Regions from separate parts of the Mus musculus genome. Here region 1 is linked to region 2. A link is a contact called in public promoter capture Hi-C data. All regions are on one chromosome and are shown on one strand. Each heading gives the region's core, a stretch centred on a gene start, on an enhancer-like site or on the middle of the called end of the contact. The rest is flanking DNA. Distances are from core to core; before and after follow the strand shown.

What was found. Promoter capture Hi-C pulls out the DNA fragments that hold promoters and counts their contacts.
Region 1: a contact with region 2 is called in a promoter capture Hi-C map of embryonic stem cells, with 3 times the contacts expected there. The contact joins the enhancer-like site here to the promoter of Ppp1r3e in region 2. A contact is called at or near these places in 13 of 39 promoter capture datasets (the 3T3-L1 cell line, the C10 cell line, cranial neural crest and 7 more), 1 of 15 datasets of contacts at CTCF or cohesin (CD8 T cells), 4 of 484 Hi-C or Micro-C datasets (CD4 T cells, effector CD8 T cells, ganglionic eminence and 1 more), 12 of 115 datasets of contacts at active chromatin or transcription factors (acute myeloid leukemia, bone marrow-derived macrophages, craniofacial prominence and 8 more) and 3 of 9 other capture datasets (adipose tissue, liver and pancreatic islet).

Annotation. Positions count from the first base shown.
Region 1 is chr14:55,078,485-55,085,325 of GRCm38.p6, forward strand. All of the region lies in intron 1 of Zfhx2 (zinc finger homeobox 2), which reads right to left. Among named protein-coding and RNA genes, the nearest start is that of Zfhx2, 10 kb to the right of the region's middle. Within about 2 kb of position 1,302, at least 98 of the 459 cell types and tissues checked have an H3K27ac peak or open chromatin away from gene starts, as enhancers often do. A contact at or near this core is called in adipose tissue, bone marrow-derived macrophages, craniofacial prominence and 9 more, where this site is marked.
Region 2 is chr14:54,871,594-54,879,226 of GRCm38.p6, forward strand. It overlaps Ppp1r3e (protein phosphatase 1, regulatory subunit 3E), which reads right to left and starts at 5,945. Exons shown (of 2, transcript NM_001167908.1): 1 at 5,294-5,945; 2 at 4,004-5,203. The coding sequence starts at 5,710. The coding sequence ends at 4,781. It also overlaps a transcript of Homez not described here.

The sequences.
Region 1 (6,841 bases), core at 52-2,551, 200 kb after region 2:
CAGCATTTCTTAAGAGCAGCTCTCCCGTGGGCCTGGTCTCACAGGAGGGTAGAGGCAGAAGGCAGCCGCCACAGACCATGACATTACAGCTCAGAAGGAATTGGAGCGAAGGCGGCTGGTGTTCTGGAGGTGGGGGACAGTAGAGGAAAGGGCTGGGCCTCCGCAGAGCAGGCAGTGGCAGCCGTGTGATTAGAGCGGAGATTGATGTGAAGGGGCGCCACAGACCGCAGAGCGAGTCAATAAAACCGGAGGATCGCATTAGAGGCGACAGGGAGAGCTTTAAATTACAAGGCTGCTGCCACCACGGGGAATGGAAGGAGGGAGCCCTGGAGCCTAGGGAGGGCGGAGAGTTCTGAGGGTGCAGTCGCCCCGAAAGATGGATGGATCGACAGCTCTAAAGCGGCCCTCAGTCCTGGGAGCTCCCTCGTGGCCTTCCATTCTTCCCTCCCGTCCCAGCTCCTCACTAGGGTGAGGTGGAGAGGAAGGGATAAGGCAAGGCTGTGGAGAAACAGGCTTTTCGTTCTGGGAACTGTCTCCTTCCCCCTTCCGCCAGGTTTTCCTGTCTGCCTGTTACTCAAGAGAGGGAAGCCTGGGAGTGCTTTCAAGGCTCGACAGGAACTGCTGTCCCGCAAACAGAAGGCAGTCATAATTACTGACCTGAAGAGTAAGGCATATATGTACACACACACACACACACACACATATATCAGGAGGCAGAAACTGAAAGGCTTGAATTTGAGGTTCAGCATACAAGTGGAAGATCTTTAAGGTAGTCTTTGAGACCCTGTAGGATGGGAAACTGACAGACAACTAGAGAAGTCCTGGAGCCAGGGGGCAAGGGCAGAGCATGGAAATGGAGTTAGAGGCGCCACAGAATTTGAAGCCACGGTGGCCCAGGGTGTTTCCCTCCAAGCCCCACCTGGATCAGATTAGGAGAAGCACCACTGCCCCCTGCTGGTCACAGAGGGAACACCACCAAGCCCCAGCTCTGCAAACCGAATAAACAAAACCTGCCCCCCTCCATTTCCTCAGGCCCAGTGAAGGGCAAAAGATTTTGTGGCAACAGCTTGGGCACCAAGACTCTACCAGCCCTGAGCTTTACATCTTCAAGTGTAAGAGACCAAAGTCATGCTGGCCCGGGCCCTCACCAGCACTCAACCTTGCTTATCCAGACTACTTCCTCACGTGGAAACCTGGGAGTAATGGGGTGAGGGCCATAAGGGCAATCAATATACAGAGTGCATGGCCTGGGTGTCAGTGAGGGCCATGCTCTACCCCCTGCTTGGCCATCCCCTCCCTCGGGGCAGAGCACAGTGTTTGGAAGGAGGCTGGCATTCCTCCTGCTCCGCCTCTCAATGGGGCCAGGTTCACACCTAGTCCTCCCACCATTTACTGCTTTGCTTGGCGATTATCCCTCTTTGCCCCTCCTCTAAAGCCCAGGCTGGCAGTAGATTACCCATGATCCTCCTGCCTCAGCTGATAGGTCGAGATTCCCTAGGAGGTTGGCAGAACTCAAGCCTTACTTACTTGGCCTTGGTTTATTGTTCTGCTGCTGGCGATTGAACCGGGGGTCTTGCATATGCTGGACGAGGCTTTACCTCTGAGCTCCTCACTCAGCTCTTGGCTGCTGGGTCTGGAGACACTCATCACCTCAGAGCAAAAGGAGGATGTTTCCCCGGCTCACACGCAGGCTAGGGAAGCAGCTAATACTGAGCCCAAACTGGTATGGCCTCCCCCTGCAGCATTTACATTCCCTTTGGATCTGGAGTCACAGGCAGTTGTGAATCACTAGACATGGGTGCTGGGAACTGGGACCTCACAAGAGCAGTAAGTGATCTCAACGGGCCGGGCAATCCCAGCACTTGGGAGGCAGAGGCAGGTGGATGTCTGAGTTCGAGGCCAACCTGGTCTACAAAGTGAGTTCCAGGACAGCCAAGGCTACACAGAGAAACCCTGTCTCGAAAAACCAAAAAAAAAAAAAAAAAAAAGTGATCTCAATGGCTGAGCCATTTCCCCCGCCCCCCTTTTCCCCTTTGAGACTCGGTCTCATAATGTAGCCCTGGTAAGTCTAGAACTCTCTCTGAAGACCAGGTTTGTCTTTGAACTCAAAGTGATCCTCCTGCCTCTGCAGCCCTAGTACTGGAATTAAAGGTGTGTGCTACCATATCCAAACAGTCCTTTGATCTTATTTTTTTTTTTAAGAAAATATCGATCTTCTAAAAATAATTTTTATTTACTCTGTGTGTGTATGCAGCACACAGGCACTCATTGTGGGTCAACAGGCTTGGGCACAGGTCCTGTGCCTTTATGGACCGAACCATACTACTTTCTGGTCCCTCTAGTGCTTTGAGATGGGATCTGACGAAGCTGCTTAGGATGGCCTTGAACTCTGGAGCCCAAGCAAACCAAAACACCTGTGCTACACCCACTTTAGCCTTCCAAGTGTCGAAGATGACAGGCCGGTGCCATTAGGCCCAGATTCCCTTACATTTAAAATAATAATAATAGTAATAATAATAATTCTCTCTCTCTCTCTCTCTCTCTCACACACACACACACACACACACAATCTTACCTTGAGTTTAAAAGGAAAATTGCAATGCACTATCCCAGAGTCCATTTTGATTCTACCTCTCCTACTGACCTCTCTCCATCCTCATGAATATTTAGGAAGTGCTTACTTTGTGTAAGATTAATTTTGTGAGCACTGAGGAAAGTGAAATAAGCAAGCAGAAGAAATGCCACAGAGGACAAAGAGAGAGACAGTTAAGGCTGGGAAAGAAGGGGCCCAGGAGTGAGGAGGAGCCGGCAATGGATCGTGATTTGCATATGTAAATACTACAGTCTTGCAGGCTGGGTGGTTCGACGTCCCTAGAGAGAGGAAGACTACCAGGAGGCTATTTTATTCCTTGCAAGATGCTTAAGGTGGACTTGAGGGGACCCGGTAGGTTGTGAGGAGAAAAAGGGAAGACTCAGAGAAAGATGGAGGTGGGTGGTAAGGAGCTGGGTGAAGCCACACACACTAATATGCGTATGGGTTTCTAGGCATGTTCACTGCTAGCAGAGGTGGGTGTCCATCACTGAGTTCAAGGACAAACCTGGTCTTCAGAGTTTTAGACTTATCAGGGCTACATGATGAGACCAGAGCATCCTGCCCAGGCATTTTGTTTGATGACTAGACATTAGATGTCCGAGGGTGGTAGCATAAGACTGCTTTGGTTAAATAGGAGTGTTTAACCATTTTAAAAAACTACTTATTATATATATGTGTGTGAGGTTGCTCGAGGGAGCCAGAAAAGGGGACATCAGACTCCCCCCCGGGAGTGGGAGATCTAGGCAGTTGTAAGCTGCCCAATGCAGGTACCAGGAACTGAACTCTGGAAGAACAGCAACTGCTGGGCTTGAACCCCTGTGAGACTTAGAGCTTAGAGCAGCCTGTGTTCCACGAGCCTCAGGCTTGGATGGTTGCGTGAAGGCAGCTCAGAACCTTTCTTTTGTAGGAGCACTTGGAAGTGAAGGGGCAGAGGCTGATCTGCCTTAAATCTGGACTCACCATCTTATTTGATCTAGGCACAGGCTATCCCCGGAGGATTCTCTGAATTTGGAGGACTACCACAGTAAGGTCTGTTAAGTGTCCCTGGTTCTCCAATTTGATGTGAGCTTCTATGATGTAATGATGTCATTTTAATACTATTGTAGCAGCCTTGCCTATGATCCCAGCTACTGGGAGACTGAGACAGGAGGATTATAAGCTTGAGAATGTCTGGGCTACAGACTGTGGGGCCCTGTCTTAAAATAACAAGTGCCAAGCGGTATATGCATGTAATCCCAGCACTCCAGAGTTGGAAACAGAAGGGCCGGGAGTTCAAAGCCAACCTTGGCTATACAGAGTTACAAAGGGATCTGGCTTACAGCTCAGTAGTAAAAACATTTGCCTAGCATGTGTGAAGCCCTGGATTAACCCCAAATACTACTAAACAGACAAACAAACATGAATAAATAAATCATATTAGAACAACTATTGCAGTTTGAACATCTCTATTCTAAAAATTCAAAGTATAGGCTAAATGTATACCGTAGTGGAGTGTTTGCCTCATATGCACAAGGCCTTGGGTTAATATTCAGCACTGAAAGACATAAACAGATTAAACCCTCCTGGGCTTGGTGGCTCATGCTTATAACCCCAGCATTCAGGAGGAGCAGGATAGCCGTGAGCTGGGGACACCCTGAGTTTGATAGTGAGGTTAAGCTAGCCTGGGCTACAGAGTAGTAGGACCTGTCTCAAACAAAGAAATAGGAACCCAAAAGGGAAAGTCCAAAATGTTTTAAAATTAATTTTGAGCAGCAATATGATCCTTGTACTTTATACACCCTATCTATGTTTACAAATCATAGACATAAATAACACAGGTACACTCAAATATTGTAGGAAACTTGCCATTTCCCTAGGGGGCTGTGGAGATGGCAAAATGGTTAAGAACACTTGCTATCCTTCCAGAGGGTCCCAGCATCCACATGGCTGCTACAATCCTCTGTAACTAGCTCCAGGGAACCCAACACACGGATCCCATACATGGACACAGAGGCAGATGAACCCCAATGAGTTTAAGGATAGCCTGGTTTACGCAAACCAGGGTTACATAAGTGAGACCTGTCTTGAAAAACAAAACAAACTTCCAAAACTTAAAAAAAAAAAAAAAACAAAAAAAAAACCCCAAATCCCCTGACTACAATGTTAGGTAACTAGATAGGCATGAGCAGGTGAGCAGGCCTGGGGGCTTCTGACGATGGACTCCATCTCCCATTCCCTTATGGAAGGGTGGAGGGAGCACTTTGTTAAGGGCCACACAGAGGAAAGCTAATTCTCCCTGGTTAGAGGAATGGAATCTGAGTTCTTCTCTGGCCCGTGGTGGAGAGGAAACATTCTGGTTTGCTTTAAATACTAGGACACCACATGCAACTGCCCTCTCCCTTTACAGTTAATCCAACCTAGCCAGACAGTCGCTTAGCCAGGATGCCCCTCCCTTAACCAGGATACCTCTGATTCGCCTGAAGACAAGTGAAGGAAATGGAGAGAGAACTTTCCCTTTAAGGAGACTCCTTAGGTCTCATAAGCCTCTCTATTGTGCAGTTGTTGCACAGGTTCATGGTTCATCCGACTGTGTTCCTGAGTTCTGGCTCAAAAGTCTAACTTTCTTTTCTCCTTCCAGTCTTTTCTTGGGTACTTGCCAGGATGCTAAGCAGGCTTGCTCTAGCTCTCCCCGCTCTCTGGCTGATTTCTCTGAAGTCTTCTAACATCTGCGGCTCCCTGCAGACCTATGGCTGATCTATGTAACTCAAAATGCACAATTTTCTTTCTTTCCTGTCTTTCTCTTAAAGCTACTCGAATTCCAATTTGCCTGTCTTGTTATTTTCTCATATTTTAATAAAACGGCCCTCAAGCTTCCTTTAAGGCCATTACAAAATTTTTTCTTTCTTCCCCAAAGACAGAATCTTACTGTGTAGCGTTGGCTGACCTGGAACTCCAAATGCAGATCAGGCTGGTCTTGAACTCCTGGAGATCCAGTCTGCTTCTGCCTCCTGATGGCTGGGATTAAAAGGCATGTGCCAACACACCCAGCTTCTATCAACGACACCAAGAACCCATAAAAAGGGAATCAATTCCCCAGTAACACATGTTTAAAGGATACATATGCAACATGATTTTCATGTTAAGACTGTGGGTCTCTAAGATAGCTCTTGTGTGCTTCTTGTGTCTCTGATTCTCTTGCACTGGGGACAGAAGATACTCAGCCTGGAGCTATAGCAATCACAATGGCTCAGTGGGTAATGGCACTTGCTGCCAAGCTTCATGTTTGAGTTTGATCTTTGGGCCCCACATGGTTAAGAAGACAGAACAGATGACTTCTGTATTTATGTGTGCACGTACCCCCTTGTATGCTCATATACACAAATGTAATGTATACCTATAAACATAAATTATAAACATGTATTTTATACATATGTATATATACATACACACACATATATGTATATATAATAATATAGTATGTATATACAATAATGTGTATATGCAATAATGATAGTAATAATAAGTAGGAACATAGGATGAGCTTGGAACTTGGGTGCCCTGCCACAGGGCTCTTGCCTAGCATGTAGTTTGAAATGTTCTGTTGCCCTTGTGTGTGCTGCTGTGCTCCTCTTTGAGCTTGAAGGTGCAGAGGAGTTGGAGGCTGGGCGGAGCTATTTGAACGATAATGTGTGTGTCTATGTCTCTTAATGTTCAGAGTTGGAGAGATGGTTCAGCAGGTAAAGATGCTTGTGCTACAAGCTGGACAGTCTGAGTCTGATCCTGAGAACCTACATAAAGATGGAAGGAGGGAACCAACTCCACAAAGTTGACCTCTGACCTCCATACACACATAATAAAAGATAATTTTTTAAAAAGCTAACAGTCTATATGTATATCTATATTAGTGTATAGACTCCAAAGAAGTCTGATGTTACTGAAAAATGGAACGAGACAGAAAATAGACTTTGCGCTGGAAGTATAGGCGTAGCAATACCTCAGCACCAAAAGAGAAGGGAAACCTCAGCTTCTGTAGTCAGACGGGCCCAGTGTCAGGTTCTGGTTCTGTTCTCTAAATATCTAGAGGAGCTGTGTGACTTGGAGCCTCTGCTCAGGTCTTCTTGTGTGTCACAAAGAAAACAGGAAGTAGTATGTCATGGAGTTTTGTCCCTCTTTCCCTTCCTAGCCTAACACTTTGGATGTGATCAATCAGTTGAGATGTACTGCTCTTTGGGGGCTAGTGAGTATGCTCACCTCAGGCAGGCATGCTCT
Region 2 (7,633 bases), core at 4,695-7,194:
GAACCAGTTCTGTTAAGACCCGATCCTTGGGCTGGTGAGATGGCTCAGTGGGTAAGAGCACCCGACTGCTCTTCCGAAGGTCCAGAGTTCAAATCCCAGCAACCACATGGTGGCTCACAACCATCTGTAACAAGATCTGACGCCCTCTTCTGGAGTGTCTGAAGACAGCTACAGTGTACTTACATATAATAAATAAAAATAAATCTTTAAAAAAAAAAAAAAAAAAAAAAAAAAGACCCGATCCTTCTCAAGGACTTCTTCAAGATTTCTTTCCATCCATTCTGGACTAGAAGTCCTTGCTTATCTTCAGCATATTGTTCTTACTTTGCTTCGGGGATCCCTTTGATAAACATGGAACTTATGTTTGCACTGCCTAAGCATCAGGATATAACTTAGCCACCAAACAATGAGGTATCCCGACCAGAGAAGACATTAGCTTCTCCCAAGCTGGTCCTTTTAACTGCACCAAGAGCTAGAGCTGAGTGCCAGGCAGCTTAGAGTTTAGCCCTCCGAACTTTCTCACTGTCCAAAATGATAAAAGGATCTGATTAGAGTGTCAGGGTCACCAACCTGTGTACCTCTTTCTCACCCAACTTTTACATGTCCAAGACTCCGTAGGTCTGGAAAGATAGCTCAGGAGGGAAAGGTATTGTGTTAGTTTCATAAAACTATCACCTTGACACAAGCTAAAGTCATCTGAGAGGACAGAACCTCAATTAAGAAAAGGCCTCTATGCCAGTGCCTTTGATCCTGGCACTCGGGAGGCAGATGCAGGTGGCTCTCTGAGCTGGAGGCTAGCCTAGTCTACAGCTGGAGGCTAGCCTAGTCTACAGAATGAGTTCCAGGATAGCCAGTATTATGCAGAGAAACTCCTTCTAAAACAAACAAACAAACAAACAAACAAACAAACAAACAAGGGCTGGAGAGATTGCTCAGAGCACTGACTGTTCTTCCAGAGGTCCTGAGTTCAATTCCCAGCAACCACGTGGTGGCTCACAGCCATCTGTAATGGGATCTGACGCACTCTTCTGATGTGTGTCTGAAGACAGCTACAGTGTACTCACATAAGTAAATCTTTTTTTTTTTTAAGATTTATTTATTGGTTATATGTAAGCCATAGAGTGAGTTCCAGGAGAGCCAGGGCTACACAGAGAAACTCTGTCTGGAAAAAAAGACAAAAAACAAAATAAAACAAACAATGAGCAAAAACTTCAAACAAACAAACAAACAAACAAACTTTAAGACTCCTGTTCTATATAGCTGAAGACAGGGGTGTGAATGAGCCATGGTACTCTTACAGAGAGCTCATGATGACCTTTGCCCTATGACCTGGCCCAAGCTCATACTCACCCACTCAATACTACCAGGAGGTCCCAGGAAGAAAGCCCAGCAAAGACACCTAGCAGTTACCCTAAGTTTGGAACCATTCTTGAGGAAACATCAAATAATTTACCTGGGCAAGGGTAACGGATGTGGAGGGAGGGAAGGAGGTGCACCCAATGGTATGGTGGGTTGGCCAGAGCCAGGACAGAAGCCCCCCTATATGGAGCCTGACATTTCAGTAGGTTCCAAGTTCTCTAGCACGCAGGTGGGATGCTGCTTGCTGACCCTGCAGAGCTGGAATGCTGGCACAGGAGACAGCAGGGGAAAGTCTGGGGCCTTTGGAGGACAGGAAGGCACAGCATAATGAGGAACAATGGTCTTTCCCTATGGTAAATGGTAGATATGTAGCAAAGTTTTTAATTTTGTTTTTAAAGAAAAAAAAATACATACCACCACGGTTACACACAGACTCGTGGGACTTCCTGGGATCACAATCCTACAGTCCTGAACAAATTACTGAGCTTAGACTTATTTCTAAAACAGGAATAACAGTGCTCAAGTCCCAGTGCCGCTTTAAACATGCATGTAAAACATTTAGCACACAAAAGTTAAATGGGAGCTGTTACTATTGTTAATATGACGCAACAATAATGCACACACATTAAGGATGATGTTGTAACACCTGACCCTCAACCCCGTCTCCCTGGGCTCCTTGTTGAAGACTAGAGAGTGCATTGTTTGGGAGTTTCCAAGAGAGTTCTTCCTTTTACTTTGCTGAACCTGAAGGTGGTCCACAGATGCATCCAACCATCTTCTTCTCAAGGGAAGATGATGCGTAAATAGGCATTTATCTGAGGCATGACCAGAGGGGCCAAAGAACGAGCCCCAAACTGAATTCTGAGTGTACGTATAGGTACCTGGCAGAGAAGAGGGGAAGTGAGAAACCATTCAAGATGCTGGCAATGGAAAGGGGTGTGGGAAGCCAGTTAGTTACCTGGGAGGTCCTTGTTCAACTGTGACATTAGGAATTCTTTCCCCTTTAGAGAGGTGCCTGAGGAAGGTGGATCAACAATGGCCTTAGAGGAAAGAAGCTACCGCTCCCATCCACCTCAAGGGAAAGGGAGACCAACATGGGTGAAGAGAGGAACTAAAGATAAGCGTCCTACATGGTCAAAGAAACAAGTGGTGGGGGGGGGGAGCAAGGCAAGGCAAACAAGCAGCAGGCCTGACTCCCCCTCAGGAAGGGCATGGCCTGAGGGTGGCTATCACAGAAGATTCCCTGTTTTCCATTTCACTGGCTTGGGGTATGGCTCAAAATGCCACCTTCTGGTGCCATTTCGTTCTTGTTTTCTATCTCTCATACCCATAATCCTTTATCCTCCAGAGTTTCAACACTGTCTCCTTCTAGGGATCCCACGCCAACACTTTTCCTAACAGCTGGACTCTTCCCCATTTTCCTCTGGGAGCCCAGACTGGAAGTCTGTGGAGGAAAGAGCGAAATCCAAAGGGCACAGGGTGAGCTATGGCTTAGGAGCTACAGATCCACTGGGGTTCTCTGCTGGCTGCTGCCTGGGTCCTGGGTCATCTGAACTATGCTCATCTGCAGCCACAGGCTCAGGGCACTGGGTAAGTCTTGTTTCTTCTTCTCCTTCTTCTTCTTTCAATTTTCTGAGAGTCAAATGTAGCCCTAGCCCTGGCTGGCCTCAAACTCAAAACAGCATTCCTGTATGTGCCACGAGACACCTGGCTTGCTGAAAGATGTCTTTCTAATCTATACTGTGCCATAAACAGACCATAAAATGCCAGAAAGGTCATAGTGGGTCAGACCAATAACCCCCAGCACAGCAGAGGCTAAGGCAGGAGGGCTGTACATTGGAGGCCAGCCTGGGCTAGAGAACATGTTGGAGAGGAGAGGAGAGGAGGGGAGGGGAGGGGAGGGGAGGGGAGGGGAGGGGAGGGGAGGGGAGGGGAGAAGAGAGAGGTAGCCTTAAGAAAGAAACAAAGAAAAGAAGAAAAGTAGCCAAAAGGAAGGAAGGAAGGAAGGGAGGGAGGGAGAGAGGGAGAGAGAGAGACAGAGAGAGAGAGGAGGGAGGGAAGAAGGAAGGAAGATCAGTTGGTCCTAAGAAAAGGTAGCTGAAAGAAAGGCAGCCTTAAGAAAAAAAAAAAATGAGATGGCTGGTGAGATGGCTCAGTGGGTAAGAGCACTGACTGCTCTTCCAAAGGTCCTAAGTTCAAATCCCAGCAACCACCTGAAATGAGATCTAACACCCTCTTCTGGTGTGTCTGAAGTCAGCTACAGTGTACTTATATATAATAATAAATAAGTCTTTTAAAAAAGAAAAAAAGGGGGGGGGTGTGTGAAGAGATGGCTCAGTGGTTAAGAGCACTGACTGCTCTTCCAAAGGTCCTGAGTTCAATTCCCAGCAACCACATGGTGGCTCACAGCCATCTGTAATGGGATCTGACACCCTGGTGTGTCAAAAGACAGTGACAGTGTAATCACACATAACATAAATAAATCTAGAAAAGAAAATAAGGGAAAAGTAGCCTTAAGAGAGAGAGGAGGAGGAGAGAAGAGGAGGTGGAAGAGGAGGAGAGGGCCTTAGGGAACCACTTAACTCCACTTTCTTCTCACAGAGGAAAACGGAGCCCAAAGACACAAAGAAATATGCTCAACCATACAGATACTCAGTGGTTTCCTCTTTTTAAGAGGCACGAAGAAAAAATCAGTAGGGATTTTCATGATTCACCGTCCCTTGACATAAAGTGCTTAGAGGTTTTAAGAAGACGCCCGGAAAAGTAAGGCTGGCATTCATTTTTCTGGAAGCCTATGTGAACCCCTTAGATGTCTCACTATTTGGCTACAAGGGCAGGGTGGGAGTTACTTTTGCCACCGTCCTTATTCCTAGTGCTTGCCTGGTGGCTGAAGGAACTCAAAAAGAACAAACTGTCATAGCCCCCGGCAACCCCTGTCCTTGAAGACTGAAGCCACGAACTGCTGAGAGACGAGGACATCCTGTCATACTGCCAGAAGGCAATGGTCAAATTCCTGGAGTTAAGCAAGGCAATTTCGGCTCAGATGAAGCTAGGATGGGCAGGACAGAGGGACGTGGGGTGGTAAGGCCAGTAAGAAGCAATCCGAATGACTTCACTGGGCTGGACTTTATACATCAAGGCTCCTCAGTCCATAAAGGTTCCCAGCCCAAGGAGGCTTCTTGACCTTCCAGGGCCTTCTATCTCGCATTCTTCGAGTTCCTTCCACTTACGCACACCTGCTGTTTTCCACCCAAATCTCTCTGAGTTTCGCAGGCGGTTTCCAGCCACCTCCGCTTGACTCTGAGACCGCTCTCCACCCATCTGCCAATTGTGACTCCCTGGTTCCTGGCGCCACAGCCTCTCCCCCTACGCCTGGATGCCTCCGTTTTTTTTCCCTGCTGTGGCCTGTAGGAGCCTTGTCTCAAATAAAATGGATCCAGCCCTGGGGCTCCGCGGCTCCGGCACCGGCAGGATGCTCGGGCCCAAGGAGCGCGTAGTCTCGGCCGCCGTTGTTATCCCAGAACTCTCGGCCGGTAACCCGGTAGCGAAGGGCGAAGAGCAGCGTTCCGCCGACCGGAGGTGCGGGCAGGCGGAAGGCGAAGCGGTCAGCCCGCGGCGGGGACGGAGCTGGACCCGCGTAGGAGGCGGGCGATTCCCGCAGGCTGCGCCAGCCGTCCGCGCTCCAGCGCACGCTCACGCGCTTCTCGTAGGCCAGGTCCAGCACGCGCGCGCTCCCGGCCACGCCCAGAGGGCCCGCGTCTGCGCGCTCCAGGCAGATGCGCTGCGCCTGCAGCCGGGCGGCGAAGCCGGGCTCCAGGGCTGGCTCCAGGGCGACGCGCGCCTCCTGAGGAGAGAGGGCGGGGAGGCAGGTCAGGGCGGGGACTCCCGAGAGGGAAGGCTGAGGCCCGGGGCCGGGGCACGACGGGACGCCTACCTGGAGGCCGCGGGCTCGCGGCGGGCACGGCGCGAAGTGGCGCAGGGCGTCCCTCTGCAGTTGCACCTGCACGTGGCGGGGCACCCGGGGCGGTTCCCCAGGGCGGAAGCGCCGGACCACGGCCAGCTCCAGCCCCAGCGCGTCGGCGAAACGCACTCTCTTGCGAGTGTCAGGGCTGCGGCTGCGGGCTGTCCGCGCCCCGCCACCACCCGCGGGCGCAGAGCGGGCCCTGCGCCCCCGACCCGGAACGTGAGCCCGCGAGCGGGCGCCTGGCCGGGTCCCGCCCTCCCCGGGCTCCTCCTCCGACTCCTCCTCGAGGCTGGGCCGCTGGCTGCGGTAGTACGCCCGCTCGGTCAATGCCGCTATAAAGCTCAGGTTGCGGGGTATATCCGTGCGCGGTGGCCGCTCGTGGGACATGTCACCCCTGAGCCCCAGCGGGGCTAGCGCACAGTGCCCGGCGCGTCCTCGCTCTGCTGCCGGCTCTATGCCCGAGCATAAGGTGTAGGTAGGGCTGCTCAGCAGCAGCTGGCTGCGGACTCTCCTTGCTGTCAGCCCGCGTACCCTGCCTGCTCGGTTTCCTTGACCATCTTTCCCTTCCTTTGGCGGCCAGCCCCGGTGTCAGACTATCCGTCCTGCTCGCTTCCAGCTCTCTGCTCTGAGCGTGCGCTCAGCGGCGCCGCTCACCCTTCAGTTCTGCGGGCCTCGCTGACCCGGCCCCCGCCCACAGCCCTCTGACAGGTGGCTGGTATCCATCTTCACTGCTGCACCAGGGGGCGTGACTGCTTCCATCTGGGGTCCCAGATGAGTTACTCCTATATAAGAAGGGTTAAAGCAGGAAGAAAAGAGTAACCTTTCCTTTTTCTTTTTTTTCTTTTGGCACGGGAAAATTAAAAATGCTGAGGGTTTAATTCTCCTTAGGGCTCAGTGTTTTCTTAAAGCCAGGCTACAGGTTTGAAGCCCGATGGCACTGGGTGTAGTGACTGAAAGGGCGTGAATCCTAGATAAGAGTCTTTAGTGGAAGACTCAAAAGGATGCGCGGTGGCATTGGCTCACTGGCTACTGAGAAAAGTAATGAGAACACTTAGCTTCCAGTCCTATGTCCCCCGCTGATTAGCTGTGTGACCTTGAGAAAGGAATAACTTCTCTGGACCTTGATTTTTCTCAATCATTAAAACAAACAAAAATAATTCTGATCTCTTATCTGTAAGTCTTTTCAAGCGTGAAGACTGTTTCTGATTCATGACCGTTTTTATACATGGTAGGTCTTCCAGTTATTGAGAGTTGCCCTTCTTCCAAGAAGGACACAGGACAGGCTATTTTCCATTTTATTTTTGAAAAATACACTAGTGACAATGGTATGTCAAATATTTTATAACTTCTCTTCTGATTTTTTTTTCACAAAGATTTGTTTCATTTTCAGTTATCTGCATGGTGTTAGGGGGTTATGTATGCAGGAATGCAGGTACCCACAGAGGCCAAAAGGGGACATCAGATAGCCTGGGACTGGCATTACAGGTAGGTGTGAGCTGGTATAAGTGAGTGCTGAAATTACACTAGGGCCTCTAGAAGAGTGTTATGTGCTCTTAACTGCCGAGCCATGCTCCTGCTTTCTATGGGGTTTTATAATACAGAACACTAGGCATTATTATAGTGTTTACAATTGTTACAAATATTACAGAAACAACAACAACAACAAGGCCGGGCTTGGTGGCACACACCTTTAATCCCAGCACTCAGGAGGCAGGCAGATTTCTGAGTTTGAGGCCAGCCTGGTCTACAAAGTGAGTTCCAGGACAGCCAGGGCTACACAGAGAAACCCTGTCTCACCCCCCCCTAAACTAAAACAACAACAACAATAACTCAAAAAAACAAAAACAAACAAATAAACACCCAAATATTACAGAGGAGAAAATTGAGAGGGAAAAGATCTTGCCCAGGGAGTGTCAGATAGTTACCAATTGTGGAGCTAGGATTAGGACCTCAGCAGCCAAATTCTAGAGTTCACTCTTCTATTCATTTAGTTTTATACAGCATTAAAATATAATCGATAATAATGGCGACACTGGTATTTTTGTTAAATGATAATGTTAGCATCTAATATAGAAGTGGACAGTATGGGGCTGGAAGGCTGGCTCAGTGGTAAGAGAATGCACTGCTTCAGGGAATCTGGTGCCATTTTCTAGCCTCCAGGGACACTTGCACTCACATGAACATAGCTCCCGCTTGGACACACACACACAGCACGTAATTAAAAAAAATTAAGTGACCTGAGCATGGAGGTTCACTCCTTTAATCCCAGGACTTGGGAAGCAGGAACAAGCAGGGTCTCTGCTTGAGACC